2 separate regions of the Mus musculus genome follow, and region 2 is linked to region 1. Evidence: chromatin contacts called from public Hi-C data. All regions are on one chromosome and are shown on one strand. Each heading gives the region's core, a stretch centred on a gene start, on an enhancer-like site or on the middle of the called end of the contact. The rest is flanking DNA. Distances are from core to core; before and after follow the strand shown.

The links. A called contact is a pair of places that touch in the nucleus more often than the background predicts.
Region 2: a Hi-C map of CD8 T cells shows a contact between it and region 1, with 10 times the contacts expected there. The contact joins the promoter of Tpst2 here to the promoter of Crlf2 in region 1. A contact is called at or near these places in 2 of 484 Hi-C or Micro-C datasets (CD8 T cells and regulatory T cells) and 2 of 115 datasets of contacts at active chromatin or transcription factors (Th17 cells and thymic regulatory T cells).

Annotation. Positions count from the first base shown.
Region 1 is chr5:109,556,607-109,562,094 of GRCm38.p6, reverse strand. Crlf2 (cytokine receptor-like factor 2) reads left to right here and starts at 3,102. Exons shown (of 8, transcript NM_016715.4): 1 at 3,102-3,290; 2 at 4,481-4,577; 3 at 4,928-5,094. The coding sequence starts at 3,212.
Region 2 is chr5:112,273,767-112,279,254 of GRCm38.p6, reverse strand. It overlaps Tpst2 (protein-tyrosine sulfotransferase 2), which reads right to left and starts at 2,510. Exons shown (of 7, transcript NM_009419.5): 1 at 2,484-2,510.

The sequences.
Region 1 (5,488 bases), core at 1,853-4,352:
AAAATTATAGAAGAAAACTTCCCTAAAGAAAGACATAACCATGAACATTCAAGAAGCCTACAGAACTCCAAATAGACTGAAGCAGAAAAGAAATTCCTCCCAACACATAATAATCAAAACACCAAATGCACAAAACAAAGATAGAATATTAAAAGTAGTACTACTCCCATTTTTAGATCCTGGATGGTTTTGTTCAATTCCATCACCTGCTTGGTAGTGTTTTCCTGTAACTCTTTAAGGGATTTTTGTGTTTCCTGTTTAAGGGCTTCTAGCTGTTTACCTGAGTTTTCCTGTATTTCTTTAAGGGAGTTATTTATTTCCTTCTTAAAGTCCTCCACCATCATCATGGGAAGTGACTTTAGATCCATATCTTGCTTTTCTGGTGTGATGGTGTATCCAGGACTTGCTATGGTGGGAGAGTTTGGTTCTGATGATGCCAAGTAATGTTGGTTTTTGTTCTTCTGTTCTTATGCTTGCCTTCTGCCATCTGATTATCTCAAGTGCTTGCTGCCCTCAGTATATCTGATTGGAGCCTGTCCTTCCTATAATCCCGGTTGATTCAGGACTCCTCAGAGTCCAGCTTTCTCTATGATTTTGGGCTCCTGTAGACCTGAGATTCTGGGTGTGTCAGAGTTCTTGGCAGTCAAGCTTCCTCTGAGAGCCTGAGATCCTGGTGTGACCAAGCTCCTGTTATCCTGGGATCCTGGAATCCTAAGATCCTGGTCGCGTTACAGTGCCTGGAAGTGGTGTCTCCTCTGGGGACCATAGGGCTGTCTGGTGTGTTTGAAACCAAGGTATACCAGCACCTATCAGAAGGAACCCGACCGCTGGTCAGTCAGGGCTCCTGTGTCCTTGCTCCTGCTGTCACAGGCCCATCAAGATTGTTTTGGAACATGCTACATCCACTCCAGTGAAGTCTGCATGACAGGCCTAAAAGCCTGGAAGCAGTCATGAGGCAAAGAGTTTTACGGAAACTTAGCCTCCTGGAACCTTGGCATTCCCATAGCACATACACTCAAAACCTGTCCCCGAGTTAGTCTGGTGTATGGATCCCTGTGCTTTCTTTCTGTATTGTTTTAAGTGCCTTTAAGGATTGATTTTGACATATAGATAAGCCTCTACCAGTGTTCCAATGTCCTAGAAAGTCCTTGAAGCCTACCCTGAGCTTGCAATTCAGTAAGAATGTTTCCTATTCAGTAACATTCAAATTTACCTCTAGTAGAGACAGTGAAAATAATCAGGCATTACTATTTACTAGAACAGAGCTAGAAAAGCTCAAGGCTAGTCTGCATAGTAATTACTTAAAACAATAGCCAAGTCACATCCATAAACAGGAATACACAATGGCCTAGGAAATAGGTGGGTTGCGGTATTATTCATGAAAGGGTTAGTAAAATGGAATTCCCCTGGTGCAAGTTGTTCACTAGGCCCAGAGGAATAGGATAATCAGGTATTTACTAAAGGAGCCCTGGTGGTGGGTTTAACAATAGACTAGCATTGCATCAGAGCATTCACCTGGCTCCTGTGTTTAGCTGATCTTAATTAGGGTTGTTCCTATTCTCAGTTGTAAACACTGCCTGGCTCCCGCCATCTTTTTATGTATGCATTTTCTTTGTTTTGTGTTAAGAAACAGTGTACCTTGATGAATGTATCCATCAGCTTTCTTGTTTTTCTTCTGTATTATAAGACTGGTGCTGAGCGTGGTGGCACACGCCTCTAATCCCAGCACTGGGGAGGCAGAGGCAGGTGGATTTCTGAGTTTGAGGCCAGCTTGGTCTACAAAGTGAGTTCCAGGACAGCCAGGGCTATACAAAGAAACCCTGTCTCGAAAAAAAATCAAAAAACAAAAACCAACCAAACAAAAAGACTGGTGCTTGCTTTGAGAAAATAATCCAGATACACACTCCCTTGTGTCCATATTTATTTGTTATCCATGCCAACTCCTTGCTTGCCTGTAAGTACTGGAACCTCGTTCCCTGCAGATCGATGACCCAATTGAGGTTTGTCTGCAGCAGGAACAGATGTTTTGTTCCACTCACCAGTGATCCTAAGATTGTGTGGAGAGTCCTCTGGGGACCATGGGACCGTCTGCAGAGTTTGTGCACAAGGTGACCCGGAGCTGGTGCCGACTGGAAGGGCTGCAGTGCCCTTTCTTTTTTCTTTCTTTCTTTCTTTTCTTTCTTTTTTTTTTTTTTTTTTTGGTTTTTTGAGACAGGGTTTCTCTGTGTAGCCCTGGCTGTCCTGGAACTCACTTTGTAGACCAGGCTGGCCTCAAAATCACAAGAACAACGCACCTAGAGGTGTCACTGTTCACAGAAAGTAGGGTAACCTTATATTAATCATTAATTAAGTACATGGCTTACTCACAAAACCACAGGTCAATATGATGGTAGCCATTTCTCAATTGAGATCCCCGGTTCTCAACATCTTCAGGTTTGTGTCCTTATGAATGAAACCATTTTCCACCAAACTTTAGTAATTGGTGTAACAATGCACAGTGCTGCCCTGTTTGTAAGTTCAAATTTGTATATTACTTAAAATCTTTGTATGATTAAGTACGACTTTTGTTAAGACAAAGAAAAAGATATGTTCACTATTATCTAATATTTACATACCATTTAAGTTTCAACAAAGCGATTTACTTTTGTGCTGGGCCACCTAGAGACTGGGAAAGGGAGAAGCAGAAGTGACCTGGAACAGAAAGTCACACGATGGCCAGCCACCTCCATCTTGGTGAGGTCAATGTGCAACCAAATGACAGAACAAAGAAGTAGAGAGGAACAGACATATGGGAGCAACACCTCCCTTCTGTTTTTGGATAAAAGACACACAATTTTTATTATTTACAAGTAAGCCTTAAAAAGCACCACAAGAGCCGGGCAGATTAGATGGGCGGGGGCGGGGCCTTGGAGGTTTGGGGGCGGGGACAGGCCGCGAGGGGCGTGGTCGGGGCGCACGCGGAGTCCACCCCCCCCCCCCCGCCCCCCCCCCGCTTCCCCCTATCCGGGTGATTGATGGGAAGAGGAAGCCGGGCCACGCCCATGTCGGTGAGTCGCCGCATCCGTTTATTGCCGTGGCCCCGCCCCGTCGCCCCAACCCCCGCCCCCGGCTTCCCGTTTTCGGCTCTAAGCGGCCTGGGCGCCCTCGACTCGGACCGGCTCGGACCGAACCAGCTGTCAATCACTGCAGCGTCCGCGGCCCCGCCGGCGACATGGCATGGGCACTCGCGGTCATCCTCCTGCCTCGGCTCCTTGCGGCGGCAGCGGCGGCGGCGGCGGTGACGTCACGGGGTGAGGAGTGAGCGGGGGCGGGGCTGCCTGTCAATCGCCGCGGTGGGCGGGGCCCGAGCAAGAGCTACCAAGTTGCTTTTCGTCCCATCATTGCTTTTCGTCCCATCATGAATATGCAAATAAGGCCTCTGGCCCTCCTAAGGGCGATCGGATAGCGCTTCGTTTGCATATTCATTTTGATCTTTGCGTATGCATGAGCCCCGCCCTCCCCCCCTACGCTCGGCGCTTTCTCCTCAGTAATATGCAAATGAGACCTAAACCCCGCCTTGACCTCATTAGCATAGTGCTGCCGCCACAATCTCGCTCCTCCTCCTGAATATGCAAATAAGGCCTCTGGGCCGCTCCTTCTTTGCATATTCATATACAGCTTTCCCGCTTATATGCAAATAACGCTTCGCCCCTACCGAGTTCTCACTCATCGCTTCTCATTTGCATATCCATCGGGAGATACACATATTCATGAGCGATGTATTTCTGTCTTCCATCCCCTCATGAATATAGAATTGATGCCCTGTCCATATGGATCACTATGCATTTGCATATTTTCCCCACGATTTACATATGCACAAGCCTCAACGTCTTGCTCCAACGTCCCTGATCATGAATATGCAGATGAGACCTCAGATCTCCGAAATTGAATCTGCCCGCTCCTCATCATATACTGCTATTCTCATATGCACCAGCCACAAAGTCTTCCATCCTTTTCCCCTCATGAATATGCAAAGAATGCTTCCCCAGTCCATCTCCACTCTGGTTCACTGCCTGCTCATTTGTGTATCCATTGGTCGCTTTGCATAGTGGTGAGCCCCGCTTCCCTACCGCTTTCTTTGCGATCATGTATATTCAAATGAGGCTCCGACTTGCTAGCTGCTCATTTGCATATTCGAGAAGCGCTTTCCATATTCATGAGCCCCCAATCCTTTTCCTTTTCTCTGTTTGTGAATATGCAAATGAGGTGTCGCCCACCGCTACAGTTCTTGGGCCTCTCGTTTACATATTCATTCCCTATATTTGCGTACGAGCCAGAATGTCTTCCTCTGTCTTCCCCTGCCTAGTGCATATGCAAATGAGGCCCGGCCTGCTCCCAGCGCCCTAGCCAAGGGTCTGAGTCAGGGAAATGGCTGCGATGGCTCTTCTGGAACGCGCTGACGTCACGGGCTGCTCCCCTGATCCCCGCCCTGCCCCCGCAGGTGATGTCACAGTCGTCTGCCATGACCTGGAGACGGTGGAGGTCACGTGGGGCTCGGGCCCCGACCACCACGGCGCCAACTTGAGCCTGGAGTTCCGGTGAGTGAAGGGGGGCGGGGCAGAACTTCTGGTCTGTGACTTCCTGTCGGAATCATTGAATGATATATGGGAGGGGGCGGGATTTCCTCTCATTCCTCTTCACTCACTTGCTGTTCATTCTTTTAAACGCCTGAAAGAGTGGGCGGGACTTCCTGTCTAATTAATGATTGACAAATGATTAGGGACGGTACTTCCTTTCAGACTCTGATGAATGACAGGAAGGAGCGGTACTTCCTTTCTGCCCATCACTTTCTGTTTGAGGTGTTGAAATTCAGATGCTCGTGGGCGGGACTTCTGGTCCATCACTTCCCATCCAGCTGATCCTTCCCCCTTAATCCCCGACTCTGCAGTTATGGCACTGGCGCCCTGCAACCCTGCCCGCGATATTTCCTGTCCGGCGCTGGTGTCACTTCCGGGTGCATCCTCCCCGCGGCGAGGGCGGGGCTGCTGGAGCTGGCACTGCGCGACGGAGGCGGGGCCATGGTGTTTAAGGCTAGGCAGCGCGCGTCCGCCTGGCGTGAGTGGTGTGGGCGTGACATGGAGGGAGGGGGCGGGGCCTTGGGCGGAAGTACGCAGGAAGTTGCCTGATGATGTCTCTTCAACTCCCACTGAGTGGGGCAAACAGGAACTGGGCGGCGCTTAGACGGGAAGTTGGTCTTTGATACCGGAATTGGGCTCCAGGGGTTAGGCAGTGCTCTGATGATGTCACAGCTGCGCCTTTGGACTCCGGTGGGCGGAGCATAGACAGAAAGTGGTTCTTAGGAATGGGAAGTAGGCGTGTCCTGCTCTCTGAAGTGCGCCCCTTCCCTCATCCCGATGGGCATGGCCTTCATGAAACAGGCGGGGGTGGGACAGAAAGTGATGTCACCGCCACAACACCCAGACTCTCGGTGGGTGTGGATTAAGCCAAA
Region 2 (5,488 bases), core at 1,261-3,760, 2.7 Mb before region 1:
GGTGGAGCTACACTAAGTGCCGGGGGCTCTGTTTCCCCAGTTCTGTCACCAGCCACAGCCAGATGACACCATGCAGGACCTGTAGGGCAATGCTGTTTTAAACCCTGCAACAGGTAACTACCAGAAGCCTGGACTGACGTTCAGAAATCGGACTCCCTTCAAGAACGTAGCTCAAGGCTATGGAAATAGTTCACTGGGTAAGAGATCATGCTAGGCTAGCCTGCGGAACAGAGACTGGGTCTCTGCATGCCTGGAAAAGGCTGGGTGTGGTGGTACACAGCTTTGATTCCAGCAGTTAGGAGGCACGTGGATATCTGTCAGATGCAGGTCAACCAAAGGCTACACAGTATGGTCTTGTTTCAAAAAGAAAAAAAAAAAAATCTGAGTTCAGCAGCGTGTGCCTGCAATCCCCGAGTTGGAGTTATAAATTAGTCCCAGAGGCTCCCTGGCCGGCCATTCTAGGCAAAATGGCAAGTTCTGGGTTAAGCAAGAGACTGTGCCTCAAAAAACAAGATGAGGCTCGACAGAGAAAGGCATCCTACATCAACTGCCGGCCTCCCCAGACCCTACACGTGCACAGACACACACACCACCCACAATAATTATAAAAGGAGTTCAGTTCTATTGGAAGCTCGATCTCCTAGCTTGCCGGAGGCTCTGGGTTCCACCCCAGCACTGAATGCAGAAGGTGTCACGATGCACACCTGTATAGCACTCAGGAAGTGGAGGCAGGAGGAACAGAGGCTAAAGGTCATCTTCAGTTCCATAGTGACGTGAAGGCCAGCCCGAGTCACAGGAGACCCTGTCTCAATACACACTTTCTCGACGGAGCTTGCACACACACACACACACATGCACACATGAACGCGCACCCCCCCCCTCACTGTGGGAAGCACAGTGACTCTCTTTTATAACCTTACCTCCCCCAGCACAGGAAGAGGGTGGGCAGGTCCAGGCCCTAACCCCAACAGGTACTGAAGCTGTCAACCACAAATCTGCTCACCACTGCTGCTTACTAGCAGGTCCCAGGAACCGCCCGGATGACATGCAGGGTACCCCTCAGAGCACTAATGAACTAGGAAATCATTTATAACAAATGCATTGAAGCCAGGAAGACGCTGATGTTTCAGAAGAAACGAAACATATTCAGAATTTATGGGAAACCTCAAGCCAGGCAAGTGGCACAAGCCTCTAATTCCAGCACTCCGGGGCTGAAACCGGAGAGTCTGGGGTTCAAGGTCAGCTTGAGGTAGATAAGACTTGGTCACAAATATCATCATAACCATCACATTCCAGAGGCAGTAAAGTGGTAAGGCACTTTGGGAGTTTGGCAGCTCCTCAATAGGTTAAACTTTAAAGGGATCCTGAAATTTAGGCAAAACTGAAAAGAGAAATACAGTGTGTGTATTCCCAGCAACAATACTAATCACAGCCATAAAGGAACATCAACCCACTGTCCATCTACAAACCAATGGACTACACACACACACACACACACACACACACAATATCCACACTAGGAAATACTATGCACATGAGGAACCATACACAGAACCACCCAGAGCAGAGAAATCCATAGACAGATAGTAGTGTAGATGAAGGTGAGCCGGGGTCTGGGGAAAGAGGTTTGGGAGTTGAGGGTTAGGGACTGCTGCTTTGGGGGATGTACAAATGTTCTAAAAGTAGACGAGGATCAGTGCGTAATGTGAGCATCCTAAAACCCACCAACCACCTAAAGTTTACTTCCAAAAGAAGATTTATATGGTTAGTGGATCAGACCTTCAGAAAAAGTGTTACAAAAAAAAAAATCCTTAGATACGGTTTTTAAAACAAGATATGGTAAATGGAATGAGCCCAAGGCGAGGCAAGGCGGGTACAGCGGTTCACAAATAACTTAACAGCTTCTTCAGGGTAACGAAACAAACCCAGTTCTGTATGTCCGGAAACAGAGGCTGGAGAAAGGGCATGTCCCCAATACTAAGCCGGAGCCTCCCAGCCCGATCTGCCCCAATGCAGAAGCTGGGCCTAACTAACCATCGGGCATCCCTGCTAGAATGAAAGAAACAAGGGGTTGGGGAGGGCAAGGAACAGTATGAACACCGGGAGCAGTGGGTACAGGGGCAGCCACCTCTGGGGGGAGGGGGGAGGGTCACACGCTCGCTCGCGCGCACAAAACCCCGCGGGAGAGTTTCTGCCCCGTCCTAGCTGTGAGTCCCAGCGCCCGGGCACGTGACCCCAGGCCTCAGTTTCCCACGTGTGAAGCAGGAAGCAAGCAAAACAGGGCAGAGCAAGAGAGGTCTACGCGTTCTTAAGAACCACCGTGGGCCGCGACCTCCGCAAGTTAACTTCCCCGCGGCGCCGCGCGGGTGGGGCTCCAGGCCACGCGCGTCCTCCCGCGGCGACCAGGCCTGTCCGCGCCGCCCACCGTCCGGACCGCGCCACGCAGCCCTGACCTGGTACTGGCCGAGGCCGCTGCCACCTACCGTGCCCAAATCGGCGCCCGCGCAGACTCCGGCTCCCTGCCGGCCGCCAGGGAGGCGCCGCGAGGGGCGGGGCCGCGTGTCGTGACGCAAGGGGCGGAGCCACTCGTGATCACGCCCCTGTCGCCTAGTGCTTGACCACGCCCCCAACGTCTATCGCTAGAGCCGCGACACTCCAGGCTTGCCCAGAGGGTTGGGGGCGGGACCCAGATAGGCCCTGCCCACACGCACGGCCTCCGCCACTCCCCCTCCCCTAGCTTCCCCTCTAGCGCCATGACGCAAGGGGTGTGGCCAAGAGAGCCCGCCCCTTCCAGCGTTGCCCCGCCCTCATCTCCTCCCCGGGGGCGGAGCCCCTGCCGTTAGAGCTTGCTGCTCTGGCTCCTTTAACTACGCAGGGCGTTCCTCCTCTGCACGGCATCCTTGAGGGCGCAGCCACAAGCTGGCGTTCAGACGCTGAGCGGGATGGCTGTCCGTCAGCGCAGGGGTGTGCACTATAGGTACAGGATTGGGTCCCAGAAAGGAGCCAGCCCAAGGTGTGCAGAGCAAAGGAGAAGGTGTAGGCTAGCCTCTCGCTGCGTCCTCTATAGCCTCTGTTTACAGCGCGCGCGCGCGCGCACGAGTTGTGGTGTGTTTTACCATTTTAAAATACATTAGATGGCTCGTTTGGTAAAGACGCTTGCAATCCCCGAAACCCGTGCAGAGATGGAAGAGTAGAACCGGCTCCACAAAGTTGTCTCCGACCTCCACACGTGTGCCTTGACACACAGTAATAAAAATAAATATTGAAAATAAAATCCTGGTGTTTGCGAGATGGCTTAGTGGGTAAGAGCGCCTGCCTCTAAGTCTGACGACATGAGTTCGATGAGGGACCCACATCATACAAGGACGTACCCCTCCCACCCAAACAAATCCTTTGACCTTCCAGGGTGTTGTGAAACCGTATACCCCAAACCTGTACAAAACTAAATGAAATTCATTTTTATACTAGTTACAACTAACACAAATATCTCTACAGGCCAGACAAAGCAAGGCACACAGATATGTGTTTGTCATTCATTCATTCATTCATTCATTCATTCATGTAGTCTATAAAACAGTGCCTGCCCTGTGGGAGATGCTGGGCTGACAAAGTCCCCGTCTTGGTGAAGCCAGTTACCAAAAATGAAACCACACAACATAGCATTTACTGAGTGCATATTTGAGATTTTTTTTTTTTTTTTGTGACTAACGACACAGCTCTGGGAGTTTTATACTATTTATGGGTGAAGAAAGATCAAAGAGCAAGGTCTGCCTGAAGGGGACTTCTGCTCCGCTGAGGGCTTTCTCTGAGCTTTATGATTCCACAAGTAAGCTGGATTCCCCTCAACAAGCCTTCCCAGCAGGGTCTGGAACTGGCCAGGCAAGAGTAGGTTCCAAAACTAGTCCAGGGAGGAAAAAATGAGGTGCTTACCTCATGACCCAAAGCACAGGCAGGGTGGCCTGTGCAACTAGTCATGAAAAGAACATTAGTCACAGCAGGGCCCGGGGGGGGGGGGGGGGCAGGATCCAGAAAGGAGGAGGTCAGCCTGGGGCCTTGCTTGAAGACAGGTAGGCAGGATGTGGTGGAAGGGGAGGATGTGGCCTGGCTCCTGTGCACTGTGGAAAGGCATCTATCTCCACAGGATCCTGCTGAAATGGAGACAGGGTCCATGTTCATCAGGGAAGAGTATGGCTAGATAAGATTTCTGTAGAGACCCCCTTGGGGTGCTTTTAGGGAGGAACAAGCAGGTAAGGGCTTTGGCTCATCCCAGGGGTGGTTAAGCATCCCAGGGTAGGCAAAGGATGCAGAGGAAGGATTCTGCTTCCACAGATGCTAGGAAGGCAGGAGAGGCAGATCTGATGGGACAGCTGGAATGAGCATGCTCTCAGTCACCCACCCAGATTAGCAAACACGCAGATCTTAATCTGTCACCTCCTGGATCGATAGGACACCCCCTGACCCCCTTGTGGATCAGCCTGGGAATCTAATGTGACTTTGAAGGCAGGTGGGTGAACCAGTCATCAATGTCCCTGGCCTGGGACCTTCTGGGATGGGCATCTCCTTCATCAGCCTTCCGGCCTGCTTCCTTAAGCAGGTTCACAAGGCATGGCGGCTTAGGGGGTCTCCAGAGCATGCTTGTCAGAAGCATGGGATAGCGATGTAGCACCAAGCACGAAATTCTAAACTCTTCCTAGCACCGACCCTCCCCTGCTCCATCCCATCTCCCAACCCCCTGCCCCAGGTTATAGTGATGCTATAAATCAATGGCTATGCCTTCTTCAGATTCTTGCTGTACCTGAAGCTATCCAGAAGAGCATTCGGGGGCTGGGGATGTGGCTGAGAGGTAGAACCAGATGGATACTCTCAGGGCCCTAGAGTCCATCCCCAGAAGCACTGAGTTTGTTCTATCTGTTTGTTTGGGTTTTTTTGTTTGTTTGTTTTTGTTTTTTCTAAATAATTTCCATTGCTTGCTCACTCTTTCCAATAGCCTTCTGAGGTTTCTTATTATCACACTCATTCTACAGATGAGGAAAACAGAGGCTCAGTCAGGAAATGTGGTTTGAGGTCTACAGCTAGCTAATGTAAATTCAGGTCTCTCTCACACACACACACACACACCCCACCCCCCCACCCCCCCAGTGCTCTGGCAGCAGCAGGCAGCAGGCAGTGGGTTCCTTCTCTGTCAAGAAGCTTGTTCGGTTACCATTTCTTTTTGGATGGTTAGGCTTCAGGAAACACCCTTTGATCTCTGGCTCAAATGACTGGCTACCATGGCAACATGGCTCCAAACAAAGTGGTCATATCTGTTTTTGTCCTCTGTGTGTGTGTGTGTGTGTGTGTGTGTGTGTCCCAGAGCAACCTGAAGTGCTATGTTCTAGAATCCTAGTGGCCTCCTTTGAGACAAGGTGTCTCATTGGCTAGAAGCTACCAGCACAGCCTACAACACCCACATTTTCACATGACTTCTAGGCACTGAACTCAAGTCTGC